Linked DNA regions of Zea mays: all the other regions are linked to region 3. The links are chromatin contacts, called in public Hi-C maps. All regions are on one chromosome and are shown on one strand. The core of a region is the stretch at or near the end of the contact, and the rest is flanking DNA. Distances in the headings are between cores, read along the strand shown.

What was found. Hi-C and Micro-C count contacts between places; a contact is called where the count stands out from the background.
Region 1: a contact with region 3 is called in a Hi-C map of tassel, with 3 times the contacts expected there. The contact joins the promoter of LOC100284733 here to the promoter of LOC100191753 in region 3. A contact is called at or near these places in 3 of 25 Hi-C or Micro-C datasets (bundle sheath, ear and tassel).
Region 2: a Hi-C map of ear shows a contact between it and region 3, with 3 times the contacts expected there. The contact joins the promoter of LOC100283707 here to the promoter of LOC100191753 in region 3. A contact is called at or near these places in 2 of 25 Hi-C or Micro-C datasets (ear and leaf).

What each region holds. Positions count from the first base shown.
Region 1 is chr9:67,451,935-67,454,971 of Zm-B73-REFERENCE-NAM-5.0, reverse strand. LOC100284733 (VQ motif family protein) reads right to left here and starts at 1,469. Exons shown (of 1, transcript NM_001157628.2): 1 at 502-1,469. The coding sequence starts at 1,313. The coding sequence ends at 894.
Region 2 is chr9:68,068,393-68,071,812 of Zm-B73-REFERENCE-NAM-5.0, reverse strand. LOC100283707 reads left to right here and starts at 1,337. Exons shown (of 5, transcript NM_001156606.2): 1 at 1,337-1,714; 2 at 2,322-2,537; 3 at 2,610-2,758; 4 at 3,342-3,420. The coding sequence starts at 1,384.
Region 3 is chr9:67,810,305-67,813,293 of Zm-B73-REFERENCE-NAM-5.0, reverse strand. It overlaps LOC100191753, which reads right to left and starts at 1,560. Exons shown (of 5, transcript NM_001137180.2): 1 at 1,455-1,560; 2 at 747-1,335; 3 at 188-656. The coding sequence starts at 1,530.

The DNA of each region.
Region 1 (3,037 bases), core at 220-2,719, 360 kb after region 3:
TACCGCAAGTATGAAGACAAGTCGAGTTTTAAAGGAACTCATAGCATGCAGAAAACAACAAATTCAATGAGGAATTAATTGCTAAGACAATTTATTTTATTATCATATTAAAAGCCTTTTGTTTTGAGCTGTAGTTATTTAGCCTTTAAGCTGAAAATTTTGCTTTATAGGTTTTGGTCATTGAGGCTATGTCCGGCGACTCTCGTATCTCATTCCTAGTGGTCTCACCTTATATTTTAAACTCTATCTACAAATAGCGATGTTTAGAATATAAAACAAAGTTTTATACCACTACCTACCGGGGATAACCTGACTTTTGAAAATAATAGCTTCTTGTAGCATCATCCTAAAAATAAAAAATCGCAACGAGCTTTTTAACTTTAATTTTATTTTTTCAAACAATTTTCCTAGTTTTTTAAAATAAGTTTAATAGCTAGGCTGCTAGTTTCAGATTTTGTGTTCTAACTAACAATAATAAGATCTTGTAAGTATATATACGTTCAGTCATTCACAAGTCACAACCACGGTCAAAAAATCAAAATTTAATAAATTTGACAACCTGTATGAGAAAAATATCTATGCATATTGCACACATGATCTGTGTTTAGCCCATTACAAATTTGACACGGCAGCATTTAACTGTCGTTGAGAGAACTCGTGGCGTGAGTATGCAGCTACATGAATCAACAGTACAGCGGTTGACAGACAATCCATCTCGATCTGTCTCCTTGCACACCTAGCTCTTGGTCATCAATGTGCCCAGCCCAACTCGCTGCGACTGCGACGTGGCTGGCAAATTGGCAATGGCAAACTTCAAGTATCCGCGCTTCATCATTCATTCATGCATTCCGAAAACACCACCAAGGCGCAAGGACACACCACGCACCGTGGTTTCAGTAAGGAAAGACGCTGGCGCCGCCGTCGGGCCGATTGCTCGCGGCGGTGGTGTAGAACAGGTCTGCAAAGTCGCAGAGCTCGTTCATGTCCTCCAGCCGAGGCGCCGCCGCGAGGTGCTCTTGCTTCGGCGCCGGCATCGTCGCCAGGTAGCCGCCGGCAGCCTGTAGATCTGTCCATCCAGTGGTCTGCTGCTGCCCAGCGCCAATGAAGGTCGGCCGGCACGGGCGCAGGCTTTGTGGCTGAGGATGCGCCGGCGGCTGAGTCGTCTGCGACGAGGCGGCTGGGGACTTGCCGGTGAGGCGCTGCACGACGGCCTTGAAGCTGGCGGCGTCGGAGCTAATGAACTGCGTCTCGATGAACTTGACCTTCACGCCGGCATCCTGCGGCCGCCTGGTGCCCTGAACTTCCATGGCCATATGCGCTCTGAAGTCTGAACTCGAAGAAAGCTAAGCTAGATTGATCAGAGGTCCAGAGCCGCTGCTTCCCCTCTTGGACTCGGAGACCAGGCGGTGTCAACCAAGACCTATATATAGGCTAGCGCAGGTTCGATCGACTTTCTTGCGTTGTGATGTGCTGTAGAATTGGCTGCGGAAGCTGCCCGGGTTTTTATAGGTTCAGGCGTTCAGCTCCCGTCCACGCAAAGATGGCAACCAGGAAGAAGCAGGTGTACACTTTACACACACTTCCAACTAATTCGCGGGACCCTGCATACTTGGGGCCCAACTGTCAGTAATACAAACTCAGTGCGAGTGCAAGGCGGTTGGTGAGCTCCGTGCGGGGGCGTTGGGAGGCTGGTCAAAGGTGCGGGTCGCCACGGAACGGCGAGCGGTCAGCCGGAGGGGGCGGACCGGCCGGGCGGTCAAGCGCTCGTGCGGAATAGCAGCTTCTACAAGCAGTCTACTACTAGTGTCGCATCAGGGCAGTTCGTTCTTTTCCTGCTGCAGCATCGCTGAACACCTTCTCTTTTCCGCCATTCTGCACGCAAGTGGCCGATACAATAGATTTTACTGGAATCCAACCCTATCAGTGCGTGAGTGGTGCACATCGTTCTGTTGAATTGACCGTGGAAACATACCGGCCCTAATGACGTCATTTCCTACTTCCTCGCATTTTGCGGCACGGTGACAGTAAAATACGAGGAACATTTACATTTCACCTATTAAGATCTTGTTCGTTTACACCAATCCAGCTCTATATTAGCATAGATTCAAATTAAATTAATGTCACAATTCATAACCCAAAATAATCTAAGCTTAATCAAATTTTTTTATTCGATTAAACCCATCAAAGATTATAATCCACCGCTTTGGAAATTTTTTAAACTATAGAAGACATAGATTATATCCATAGCCCATTAGATATGGAACAAATCCATAAAGATATTGCATAATTTTATATTAGAATACATGGATCAAAAGAATAAGTAGCTTTGAGAGAAACATGGATTAAATGATGGATTTAATCTCGCTACGGGATTGAGTGTGAGGTATGAATTCACTCAACCTAGACCCGACTTAAATCCATGGTGGGATTACATCCCTTATAACCGAGCAAGTCCTAATCCGGATGTGTTGCTCAGTTCTATGCCGCCCAAATTCTCTACTCAGTTTTCCCCTCTTACCTTCACATTGAGCTCAGAAATCACCTCACGACGGCATTTTCATCCGTCATGGCTCTTATAGGTGGACCCAAAGCCTTACATGTGGGACCCGTCCACACTTTTCCCCCTTCCCTTCCCAAATTGAATCGACTGCAAGCTCCCAGGTCGGCTGGCGGCTAGCCGCATCCATCTCCCTCCATGACGTCGTCCCTTAAGCGTCTGGCGGCCAAATCCTTCTCCGGAACCAGCAACAGCGGCGCGGGTGGGCCTCGGGCGTGGCACGACTGCTGCATTTGTGGTTGGCGAAGTGAGCGGATCACGGACGCCACAGTCAGCTGCTTCCCTGGTGCTGCTAGCACGGCGTGCTGCCTAGACATCCCCATATCATTGTTCTCCTCTTCCTCTTCTTGGTTAGTGTCCTCAAATTGTGTAGGCCTCTTATCTACTACCAACATTAAATGGCTTTGAACCAAATCTAAATACAACCTCTCCTCCTCATTGTCATAAACAACCTCATCAGGTACATCATAGTCTAATACC
Region 2 (3,420 bases), core at 88-2,587, 260 kb before region 3:
GTTGAGCGCATTGACATCGTTGTTCCACCCTACTATAAAAAAGCATGCAAAATTCATAAGTCATACGAGGCATCCGTCTCGAGCATTATGGGCAGGGATCCAGTGTCCCCCAAAGTAAACTTCTCTTTCCATTCAACGAGACAATTTTTCTACTTAATGCATGTAATATGTACTACCTATGTACCCAAAAATCCATCTCTTCCCTTTAGCTAAAAGATACTTAAGATCGCCAACAGTGGGACAACGATTATACATACTTGTCACCAAAACATGAAACAACACCATTATAGAATTGCTCAAGACTCTCTAAGATCATATGTTTCCTTATTTTAATATATTTATTGATGGAGTTAGCAACATTATTGTAGGCGAGCATGTAGAGGGAAGCGATGTATTTTTGGCGAGGGAAGAAACCACTGTGTTTGAGTTCATGACTCTACGAGTGAATTAGGGGGAATGGTCACCTAATCTGTCAAAGATTTATAGAAAGAGTCTGCATGTGGTGCATTCGACGAAAGTAGAGTGAATGATAGATCCACAAGTTATTGAAGTAATCTCACATCAGCTGATTGTGGGTGGCTTTATGATCCTGGTCGATGTAGCTCCACTGCTCTTCACCTCCCTATCGTTGAATACTCGGAGGCAAGCTTCACACCGCTGTATCTATCATAGTTTGATGCAATATATAGAATATCTAGTCTTCATCTATTTGAATGCTAGAGGCCGCGGATGACATGGAAGAATTTTTTTTGGAGTGAAAGGGTAGTGAGAGGAATGAAACAAAGGAGCAAAATAGAGAGTGAAAAGCGTGATTGAATCCAAACATCCCTCTATTTGTAGACCTAATTTTAATATTTTTTGAATTGTTTTTGTAATCCCACTAGCTAATAGATGGATGAACTGTACTCCTATGGAGAATACTCCCGCTTCTCTGTGACAACTGCCCACCTCTGGGAGTAAACAACTGTAAATGAAGCGATATCCGATCTCACGCTATCTCGTAACGGGCTGAACTGAAAATCACAATCCAATACATTTCCATGAACCTAAACGCGTCGTTAGATCTACTCTATTAATTTTACCAGCTAATAACTACGGTAGTCTTTAATTTTAGTCGGCTACTATAGCTGCATCCAATGCTAACCGTAGGGGCAATCGTCGGCCCAAACCAAAACATTTGCCCAGTGGCTGCCACACCCACACCTCATCCTGAGCTGCTGCAGCACCTGCAAAGCTCTGCAAGCATCCAGCACAGGCCACACTGGCCACCTCTCTCTCACTCTCTTCACTCCCACAGCCGCAGTTTATATAAAGCAAAAGCGGAGGAGAGCAACGCGCCACACAAGCAAAGAACTTGGCCCCGCCTCCCGTCTCTTACCGCACATGCGCGTCGGGCCGCGTCGACATAGCTGCTTGCCGCCGACACCCGCAGCCGCAATGGCCGTCGCCCACGCGCCGCCGCGCCGGGGCGTGCTCCCCCTCCTGCTCGTCGCCGCGCTCGTGGCGGCGTTGCCGGCCACCTGCGCCGCGGCCAGGAGCAAGAAGTCGTACACGGCCATCTTCAGCTTCGGGGACTCGCTCTCCGACGCCGGCAACCTCATCGTCAACGGCACGCCCAAGGCGCTCACCACCGCGCGCCCTCCCTACGGGATGACCTTCTTCCGCAAGCCCACCGGCCGCTGCTCCAACGGCCGCCTCGTCGTCGACTTCCTGGGTACTGCACTGTACCCTAGTAGTAGTTCGTTCCAACACCGGCAGCTGTTTTTATTTCGCTTCCGTGACTAATTTTTCCCAACTGCTTGTACTTATTTTTGTGGTCTCTGGGATATCTAATTCAAACGTCTCCGTCGCTAAAACTTTTTGATTTGAGTGTCAAGAGGAGCCTGCTATGACTTGGGTGGTCAAGATGAAATTGACCTGTTCTTTTCTTTTTATTAAACAAAAAGTTTGGTAGAGCAAACCTAAAATTTGTTTGTTAAATTTTAGAAAAAGGGAAAAACAAAGATGAGGTGACTAGTGACTACTAAATTTGTTTGTAAGAGTCCCATTTCTTTGCTCTCAGCTCTTCATTTCTCTGTGGTGCTACCCTTTTAATCAGGCGAGGGCGAGGGCGAGGTCAAAAGGGGTTGATTTTTTCCGACCTTCCTTTATAAAAAGATGGAAACGAGTGGTAGAAAACTGGTGGTAAAAAGGGTTGCTGCTTTGCCGCGCTGTGAATCGTTGCCGTCTCCGCTCTGCTGCTAGAGTTTTAGCAGAGTACTGATGCGAATTAAAGTCTCTTCTTTCCCTTTTGTGATGGGAACCTTTGGCCAATTATGCAGCCGAGCATTTCGGGCTGCCACTGCCGCCACCGTCGCAGGCCAAGGGCAAGGACTTCAAGAAGGGCGCCAACTTCGCCATCACCGGCGCGACGGCCCTGGAGTACTCCTTCTTCAAGGCGCACGGCATCGACCAGCGCATCTGGAACACCGGCTCCATCAACACCCAGATCGGCTGGCTCCAGGACATGAAGCCGTCCCTCTGTAAATCGGAGCAAGGTCCGGCCCCAATCTCACCCGCACTGAATGTTCTCGAAAATTTTGCAGTGGATCACCGAATGTTGGTTGCAGACTGCAAGGATTACTTCAGCAAATCCCTGTTCGTCGTCGGGGAGTTCGGGGGCAACGACTACAACGCGCCGCTCTTCTCCGGCGTCCCATTTTCTGATGTCAAGACTTACGTGCCCCTTGTTGCAAAGGCTATCGCCAATGGCGTTGAGGTAGCATTTCTCAACTATGAGTCTCAAATTCACTAGTAGATGATTGACCCTTACATTTCATCATACACCATTCTGCATATACATTGATGATGCAGCAGTAGAGTTTCAGAAAGTGGTCAACTGTTTTCGAATGGGGGGAAAATGTTTGATGGCGTGGCCCTGAACTTCCGCATGCTAAATTGAGCTTCTGCACAGTCCATCAGATTGTTGTTTAGTGCAGCCCCATGTGATGCAAGCATGAGGGGGCTCCAGGTAGAACATGATTGCACAATGAAAGAGAGAATGGGCATGCAAAAGGTAGGGTGGGTACAGATGAAGAGAGAATCTTTTGCTATGCGCATGCCCATCATGGAATGGTTGTAAACAATGGTTTGCTTCCACAAATTTCAAGACGACATGATAGATTTATCTGACGACATGGTGGTGGTGGTGCATCTGTAACTAGCTTAACGGCTTTATACATCTGTTTGCCCGTACCTACGTGTAAAGCTAGTTCCGCAACATTTGCTTTTTAACTATACTTCCCTAATTTCCAGTCACACTCTGCAAACTTTTTTTTAAAAAAAATGTAAATTTTTTCCAGAAACTGATCGAGCTTGGGGCAACAGACCTCCTGGTGCCTGGCGTTCTCCCAATTGGCTGCTTCCCGTTGTACCTGACGC
Region 3 (2,989 bases), core at 311-2,810:
CGGTGCTGGATATATATGTGGGGGAGATGTGCAAGAATCTTTAAAGAAAACATATAGATCACTGTGAGTGACGATCTGGCTGAAAGTAAAGCGATCCTGTACACGCATTGTGTCATCCTACCACTGCACATTCATGGTCGATCGACAAGCAGTTAACTGCAATGCAAGAGGAGCATGGAGCTCTCACCGTGGTCCTGGCTGCTGGCGACGTGGCGAGGGAGAGGGAGGCGGCCGACGTGGTGGCGAGCTGGGAGAGTCCGACGTTGTAGACCATGCTCATGTCCGGCTGGTAGAGTCCGTAGTTCCTCTCGGAGGCGGGGCCGGGCTTCATGTCCTCGTTGAAGAGCGCGAAGAGGTAGACCTCGAGGCGGAGCCTGGGCCGCAGCGGCGTGCCCTCGCCGCTCACCTGCCGCATGAGCAGGTTCCGGTTGTATTGCCGCGCGTTCTCTACCGTGGCGCCGGCCTCGTTGGCGTCGCCCTTGGACGGCCACCCCGTCTCCGACACGTGCACGGGCACGCCGCCGTAACCCAGCCGCGCCGCCGCGAACGTCACGGCGTCCACCTGCGCGTACAGCATGCTCGTGTACTGCAGCTTGGTGAAGGGGTCCACGGCGCCCACGTGGGACGGGTTCGACAGCGCGTAGTCCAGTGACACCCTACACACAGCATTTGCATTAGCTAGCTAGTTGAATATATATACAGCGGCGGGCGACGGCGAAATGAACGAGGATTAATGAAGCACGCACTTTGTGGGGTCATCCTTGTAGGCAAAGTAGGGGTAAGCGTTGACCCAGAAGGGCGAGCTGGTCTCGGCGAGGAACCGCAGCAGCTGCGCCATGTAGGGGGCGGCAGCCTGCGTGAAGACGCCTTGCGACGGCGGGTAGGAGGTGGCGAGCACGGCGAGGGAGTTGGCGGTGGACACGCGCACGTACGCGTCCATCCCCAGCTGCGCCAGCGCCGCGTGCAGGTTGCGCATGGCCGGCACCAGGCTGGCCTTGAGCTGCTCGTCGTCGCCCGTGAACACCTCGTTCCCCACCGCGATGCCCGTCACGCGCGTCGCCGGGAAGTAGGGCCGCAGGCTGGCGCTCACCCACTGCAGCGCCTGCGACGCGCTGCTCGCCATGCCCGGGACCAGGTCGTCCGGGACGGTCACGACCAGCTCGATGCCCGTGCCCGCGAACGCCGTCAGCACCTGCGGGTTCACGTCGTAGATGCGCACCTTGCCGATGCGGAGCGAGGAGAGCAGCTGCACCACCTGCGCCGGCGGCGGCAGGTTGTTCGCCACCTGCCCGTAGTTGATGCCCAGCGCCGTGGCCTGCCGCACAAAGCCCACCTCTGCAACAGAAATATTCCAGCCTATACATTATATACTACACAAGGCAAGCCCAGCGCTCTGTTTGGTTTTGGAATCGTACGCCGTGCGAGATTCAGACGGCAGCAGGGATATGCAGTACCTGAAGACAGAAAGGTGCAGAGGAGGGCACAGATCAGAAGCGCTGTTGGTCCCAACGACGACAATGCAGATGCCATTGTTGTGAGATGGATGGAGGTGTGATCGAGTTAGAGGAGGAGGAGGAGGAGGGAAGGGGGAGGGAGGATGGCAGGAGTTTGCTGAGTATTTATAGGAGGAGGCACGGCAGGTTCCAGGGGCAGCGCTTAGAAGAAAGCAGAAGGCGCAAGGAAATTCACCCAGGGTTGGGGACGACGACAACGTAAGCGTGCATTGGGTTGGGTTAAGCTAATTGGCCAATAATTCTTTTCTTTACTTATTGGGTGAAGGCCGGCGTTGCCATGCCGGGAGATGGGAGCAGGCACGCAGAGGCTTCTGTGTTGGGTCTCTCTGTTAGCCTAGCTAGTTAGCTGTTGCTTGCCGCTGCCTTGTCCCGTTCCGTTGCCGTGGCTTGCATTGGCAGGGCTGTGGTAGCCCTGTGCAGCAAGAAAACGTCTCGATGCTCTAGTCTAGCTAGCGGAACAAGCTCACGGACGGGGACGTCAGACGTGTGTGTGAAAGCGGCTCCCTGGGATACCTGGTACAGAGCTATCATTTGCAGGAGGTTCTGTCGTGACTTCTCCTCTCGGGGGAATCTTCAGTAAGTTTTTTTTTTAAGAAACATAATCTTTCATATAACGAAGCGCACCGAAAGAGATCGCCGGTTATATACGAGAATTCTAGTAGCAGGAGTTGTCAGCAATCATACAGGATACATCTAGGTGCACGATAAAAAACTATATACATCTACACAAGTTAAAATAACGTGTACAACTTAATTAAAATGCAGGAAGTGCCTTACGGCTTAAAAATGAGTATCCAAAAACTTAAACCAATTTAAATAATAAAATTGTAAACTATAAAGTTTCACAACCCTATCATACCGAAATTTTTGGTTTTGATTGGCCCGAAACCTTTTTGAAACTTTTCTTTTTAATTTCAAATGTGCGGAATCCAAACATAATTTTGTTTGCATAGCTGATTTCAAATGGGGGGAAATTGTCAATCGTAATTCGTAAGGTTTGTGTAACTTTCTAAAATCTACAACTTTAGTTTTAGCCATTTCTCCATATGAGACTGTTTAAAGCTTTTGAATTTTAAACATAAAATTTCAAACGTAATTTTATTTGCATAGATATCGACTTTTCAAGATCTAAAGATTTTATTTAGGCTGTTTGTTCATCCGAGATTGTTTGGAAAAATACAAAATTTTAAACTTGAGGAATTGAAACATTTCAAAATAGCAGTCATTTAGGTCTAGATTATTATATCTATATTTATATGGATGATGACGAATATAGACATATATAAAGAACGCATACATTAATTATTGTACGAATATATGAAAAGGAAATTTTAATTTGAGACGGAGGAAGTATCAAACTTGGTAAAAGTTAGGCCATTTTTTCTCACATCAAACGTTGCCTATTTGTTCGAGGGTTCCCTATCCTTGGAGACGACCACGCCCAAAACTCCGCAGTTGGATCCTCTTCATTTACC